Regions from separate parts of the Ovis canadensis genome. Here region 2 is linked to region 1. A link is a contact called in public Hi-C data. All regions are on one chromosome and are shown on one strand. Each heading gives the region's core, a stretch centred on a gene start, on an enhancer-like site or on the middle of the called end of the contact. The rest is flanking DNA. Distances are from core to core; before and after follow the strand shown. Region 1 holds the start of FNBP1 (formin binding protein 1). Region 2 overlaps FNBP1 (formin binding protein 1).

The links. Hi-C and Micro-C count contacts between places; a contact is called where the count stands out from the background.
Region 2: a contact with region 1 is called in a Hi-C map of fibroblasts, with 4 times the contacts expected there. The contact joins the enhancer-like site here to the promoter of FNBP1 in region 1. A contact is called at or near these places in 2 of 2 Hi-C or Micro-C datasets (fibroblasts and lung).

Annotation. Positions count from the first base shown.
Region 1 is chr3:6,528,108-6,531,083 of ARS-UI_OviCan_v2, reverse strand. FNBP1 (formin binding protein 1) reads right to left here and starts at 1,710. Exons shown (of 16, transcript XM_069582185.1): 1 at 1,393-1,710. The coding sequence starts at 1,416.
Region 2 is chr3:6,664,558-6,667,703 of ARS-UI_OviCan_v2, reverse strand. It overlaps FNBP1 (formin binding protein 1), which reads right to left. Exons shown (of 16, transcript XM_069582185.1): 16 at 2,867-3,146. Among named protein-coding and RNA genes, the nearest start is that of C3H9orf78, 50 kb to the left of the region's middle. Within about 2 kb of position 1,298, the one cell type or tissue checked has open chromatin away from gene starts, as enhancers often do. A contact at or near this core is called in fibroblasts, where this site is marked.

The sequences.
Region 1 (2,976 bases), core at 461-2,960:
AGATCCTTTTAGACAGGGGATGTTTACAAAATGAATTCTCATTTAAGGGAACTACTGCCTTCAGAATTTTGGTATCAATAACAGTAGCTGCTTCTGAGCCTAAGAAGTGGTTGTGTAAAAACAATTAAAGCAAAAAAAAAAATTAATTAAGGGAGGATGCGCTCTGTTTCTATAGCTGCTCTAACCTTTTATTTTGACGTGAGATTTCTTGGCCTCCACTCAGATAGCAACCACCACCCCACACTTTCTTCTCCACACCCTTTACAAATGGAATTCCGAAAGGAGGCACTTTCGAGTTCCTCCTGGGAAATAGCTCATCTTGAGGACGTCTCGGTGCAATAACAGATTTCATCTCCTTCTTCCTCTGCACTCCGCTCTGCCCATCGCTTGCCCAGAGATTTCCTTAGGAATCCAGAGGAAGCAAGGAATCCAGAGGAAAACAAGCCCCAGTCCACAAGCCACAGCCTCTCCTCCCCAGGACCGCCAGTGCACCGCCTTGGCATCCGGGTCCGGGGAGAGAAGAGCTTGCAGACACCCCGCCGCTTGTTTATCCATCCGCGCCCGGGGTTAAACATCCCGGCGGGGCGCTCCCTACCGCATTTCAGACTCTTTCCTCCCAGCGGTTAAAAAATACAAAACTGACCCCGCTAATGCCTGTTCCCGCAGGAGGCAACACAAGGCGTCCCTCTAACTCCTACTACTCTCCCCTCCAGGCCGAACGCCGCAATCCCCACATCGAATGCAAGATCTGAGTTGCCCCTGGGAGAATCACAAGCGCACCCCAAACCACCACAGGGCAAACGTCCTCGCCACTAGAGGGAAGACACCAGTTCTCACTCAGCCCTGCACCGCCAAACCCAAGCCCTGGGACCCGGCCCCGCCAGGGCCGCCCCGCCCCCCGGGAGAGCGCCCGAACCACCCGCACCTCCTTGGAGACACAGCAGAGGAGCGCGGGTCTGGACGCCGAATACCTAACGCAGCCCTGAAAATCCCCGGCCTTCCACGCCCCCATTGAGTCGGCCCGCCTCGCTGAAGACAGGGGCGTCCCGCCCGCGCCTCTGATCAGGAGGTGCGGGGACCCAGATCCGCGCGCCGCGCTCGGGCTGTGGAGGGGACCCCCACCAGCGGCCCCTGCTCTGGCCGCCGGAGGGGGCAGCGGTTCACACCAGCCCCCCCTCACCTCAGAAGGGCGAATCTGGCGCGCACCTCCCGCTCAAGCCGAGGCCAACGAGAAGCACTCGGACCTGCGCCTCCCGCCAGGGCCGCAGAGACCTCCGACCGGCGCGCGATCTCGTCCACCGGGGGCAGCCCGGGCCGCGTCCCCCAGCCCAGGCGCACCAGGCACCTTTCCGCCACCTCCCTGCATCCTCGCGGGCCCGGCCCCTCACTCACCCAGAGCTCGGTGCCCCAGCTCATGGTGCAGGGGGCGGGAAGGGGCGCGCCGCGCGGCGGGGCGCGGCTCTCCGGTCCCCCTCCCCAGCGATCCCGTCTCCCCGGGAGATCCCCGCGATCGCGGAAAGTCCGTGCCCCGTGCGGCCGCCGCCTCCTCCGGCTCGCCGCTCCTCGCCTAGGGTCTCCGCGGCGCTCCTCCTCCCCGGTCGCTCCTCGGCAAAATGGCCCGAGGAAGCAGCAGCGGCGGTCGCCGCAGCGCCCGCCCGCCCCACACCCGAGAGCGAGGGGCGGGAGAGGGGCGGGGCGGGGCCGCGCGCCGGGGGCGGAGCCGGCCTGACAGCTCGCGCACGCGCGCGCCCCGCCCCCGGCCCAACCTCCCCTCGGGCGCCCCCCGCCCGCGTGGCCCCGGGGTCCGGAAGGACTTGCAGAAAGCAGGGGCCTCTGGTGGGACCTGGAGCCGCCGGCCTCCCCGCTGCCGTGTTTTTTTGTTTTGTTTTGTTTTGTTTTTAATTACTTATTAGCAGCCACACTCTCTGCTCTTAGGGACAAACCACTCGCCTCCGAACGGAGCCGGCCCCTGTTATTACGGGGGCTCTGCCGAGGCCTGAGGTTGCTCCCCTGCGCCAAGCGCTGCTTTGAATTTAAGGACCATGCTTTTCGTTGCTCAGCCATCAGAGCTAGCTCGAGCGGGTCTTTTCCCCTACCGCCCGGGAAGCCTTGGAGGCCCGGGGGGCCCTCACAGCCTTGAGCCGGTTGGCGTGGGGCCAGGTGCAGTGCTGTCTGCATACTACACACAGAAGGACTCGGAGGCCGAGAGCGACCTAGCAGAGTGGCTGGGGAAAAGAGTCCAGGGGCGCACAACCGGTGATTTCTAATCTCTGAAACCGGTGATTTCCGACTTGTTCGGCCAAGAAACTCTCAGACGTTGAAATCACGTTGCCGCGTAGTGGGTGAAAAAAAGCAAAGGCTCTGGGTCCACAGACAGGGGTTTCTGGTTCCAGTCCCGCCACCCGTACTCACTAGCTGGGTGGCCTAGGACAAGGCCTCCATCTCTGTAGAAGCTCAGAGCCTTCTCCCCCACCTCCCGCCAAAGGGAGGCAGTAACTACCCAGGTCAGCGAAAGATGACGACCACCTGTTACCCGGCCAGTGGTTGGTAAACTGATAACTAATTTTTAAGTAGATACGGACTCCTTTTCCCCTGCACTCCTAGAGTATACACAAATAACATTCCAGGATTGTGTGTGTGCGTCGCTCAGTCGTGTCCCACTCTTTGCGACCCCATGGACTGTAGCCCACCAGGTTCCTTTGTCCGTGGAATTCTCCAGGCAAGAATACTGGAGTGGGTTGCCATTTCCTTCTCCGGCGGATCTTCCACACCCCAGGGACCCCTCGGGGTCTTCTGCATCGCAGGCGGATTCTTCACTGTCTGAGCCACCAGGGAAGCCTGATTCCAGGATTGGAACTGGAGAACTGTTTGGGTTCCGACTCCTTCCTCTGATTCACTAGGCCCTTTCTCCCCAAACTTTTCTTTCTTCCTCAGCTAATCCTACTCACTTTTCTGACTATCTGTGAACTCCTAAAA
Region 2 (3,146 bases), core at 49-2,548, 140 kb before region 1:
TAAGGTGCAGCTATCCCCAAAGTGTAGTTTCCTTACCTTTATGCTAGTTGGAATTCCATGCGAATAGTAAATTGTCCTGCAAGTCTTGCCCAACCACACTTTGAGTCCCTGAGAGCCTCGGGGAAGGAAGTGGTGTTTCAGAACTGTTCCTCCGTCTGGCTCTCTTCCCTATGACACCGGTATCTGTCCACGGTTGAGAGGCTTGTTGGTTATAGCAAAGGCACAGGACACAGAAGGAATCAATGTCTTTGGGAAAAGCTCTTAGAGAGAGCCATCCCCATTTTAGACAAAGCGTGTCCAGGAAGGCTGCCCCCAGGATGTGTATGTTCCGATGCAGCCTCCAGGCCGTCTTTGGACCAGACACCAGGATGCAGCCCAGATGAGGGCTGACAGGAGAGTCGGCACCACAGGCAGGGCTCTTGGCCTGGCATGGTGGGAGGATGTACACACGTGCAGGTCATGAGGCTCCTGGGGCAGAATGCCGCAGCACCCAGGGGATCCTCCCCACCCCCTTTGCTTTCGGGGCCGACAGAGGAAAATGAAATCCCCGTGTCCTCCTGCAGCTTTTGGCCCCCAGGCTCTGAGGACAAAGCCACGTGGGGGCGGTTCTGTTTCTGCTCCCATCTCCAGCTCATGGGAGGTCATTTAAGTAAGCACCACTTGTTCTACCATCTGGACAGAAACAGTGTTAGGTCTGAACATGAGCAGCTGTGGCGAAATGACTCGTGACACAAAGAGGCTGCTGAGTGCCATTCTGCAGCCTTTGCACTTTAATCCTGGGTCTCAAAGGGTGCTGCAACAAGGCTTATGCCTCCCCTTCTCAGAAAAGTCCAGCAGAAGCCAGAGAGGAGAAGGAGAGGCCCTCTGTAGGCCAGGTGGGCAGCGCCAGGGTCTGGACTTCCTTACTGCCCAGGACTCAAGGAGACGTTAATCCCCACGTGGCGGCTGGGCCTGCTGTTGGTCACCATCCGGGCCTCCTGCTCCTTCCCTCACTCACACCTGCACCATCCCATTTTTTTTGCTGTCCTGTGGATCGCACAATCCAGAGATCTCTTTCGCTTTAATTTTAAAACGGAGGGCATCCTGGAACCACCCACCCCTGCCTCTGCCCACTCCCATTTCCGGTCTGGTCGCCCTCCTGGGGACCCTCGTCCTTCCCTCCTCGCAGGCAGGCTTCTCTGCCACTAGGGGTCGCGCGGGCGCCTCTGCGCATCGGCGGGCGGGGGCGGGGCCGGCCGCAGGGGGCGGGGAGAGACGGAGCGGGGCGGGGCCTGGCCGGGGCGGATGCTGCGATTCCCGGACCCACCGGAGGAGCCTGACCGACGAGTCTGAGTCAGGGCTTTCTGCGCTACCGAGGCTGCCTTCGGGAGCGCACCAGGAAACCAACGGTCCGCCGCTCCTACTGCGTCACCGCCCCTGGTTTCCGACCCCGCAGGGGCGGGAGGTGGGTCGCAGAAGGTTCAAGTGTCACTTCCCCAAATACTTGAACCAAGTAGCTGTATAAAGATGGGCCGAGCTGGACGGTTCAGTGTTTCAGACCTGCGAGCAGGGTGAGGTCACAGAGCTCCCAGCCCTGAATTCTGCCCAAGAATCAGAATAACACCATCACGGAGACGGGAGTGAGCTCCCGGTCAGAACTGACATCTAAGCTGTAGCTGTGGCGTCGACCGAGTGCTTTCTTGCCGGCCTCCTGTCCTCACCCCACTACCCCGGAACCGGAGGCCAGAGAGGTGGCGACACGCGCCCCAGGCTGACCCAGCTCCCAGCTCCTCGGTGCTCGCCGGTCCGGCCGGCCGGTGGGGGTGGTGTGTGTGTGGGGCGGGGTGGAGAGGGCGGTTCTAAGTGAGACAGGTGGAGACATTCTGCCTCTTACAGACTGTTAGAGACTATTCCCCAAATACGAGAAAAGCTCAGAAAGAACGTACTGGCAACATTCTTCCCATACTAGCCCTTTACTGACAATCTGGACCTGCCTCGGCAGGACAGTCATAGGCCGCCTTGTTCCCTTGACCACCCCGTCTCTTGCCCGAGAACCCTGCCTTGGCTCTCTGACACCATCCTCCCCAGCAGAGAAGACATCAGGCTTTGCTGAGAACTTGGCAATGTCCGTAGGAGGAGCCGAGGCCACAGTGAGGCCTGGCGTCTCATTGGTGGCCTCCCCTCCCACCCCCTCAGCAAGTGAGTGGCACTTGGCATTAGCTAGGGCGCCCTGCTCACTTAATATTTCACTCCCTCACCAACTGTTTTCCTACCTTGGCTCTAAAGAGCCTTAAGAAACAAAGAGGTCTGGGCATGAACCAGACTCCCCTTCACAAAACCCAGGGTGAGACTGTCAGCGCTGGATATGGAAAGGGCCGGCCAGCACAGGCACAAGGCCCTCGCCCTTAAAGGCGGCAGGCTGTCCTCAGCTTCACATAAGCCAGTGATTATTCCAGCCAAGCTGCCAAGAAGAGGGTGGGCTTGAGCACTCGTGACACCAGACCACGAATGAAATGCAAACCTGCTGCAATTTCACAGCTCCCTCCATCCCCCCACAGAAGGTAGGGTCCTCGAAATCCCAGCGCAGCTGCTAGCCAAATTTGCACGCATGAAAAATGTCCCAGACTGAAGGAGCTTCCCCAGAACCCTGCACTGAGTCAACCTGAATCCTGCATCACCAAGGTCTCTGACAGCTTTCCCCGGTGGGCCAGGGTGGAATTTCGAGCTGGCTGGGTCTGAAGCCCCTCTCCAGGCAGATGGCGCCAGGACTTATGTCCAGTTTACACCGTAAATCAATGACCTGATCGGAGCTCAGCCTCCAGCCCAGGGGACTCTGATTGCTTCCAAGACTGGGGTCACCTCTTTGTGCAACAAAGCAGTCCCGTGATACTGTGCCAGAAGTTACACTTTTATTTAACATTTAGAGGATTAACATATAGTTACAAGGTCAATATAAGCCTTCCAATGGAAGCACTTTATTTGGTTTAATTCCATCTCTAGAGACAAATGGGCAATTCCAGAACCTTTACAGTGGCAGTGGGCCGTTACAACACTGAAACGCCTCCAAAGTTTAGAATTAGTGCAACACACACTGATAAACCAAGAAGTTTAAAGGTGCTGGACACCAGGTTAAAATAGAATTCTGGATCACTTTTTAAAGTTTTTTT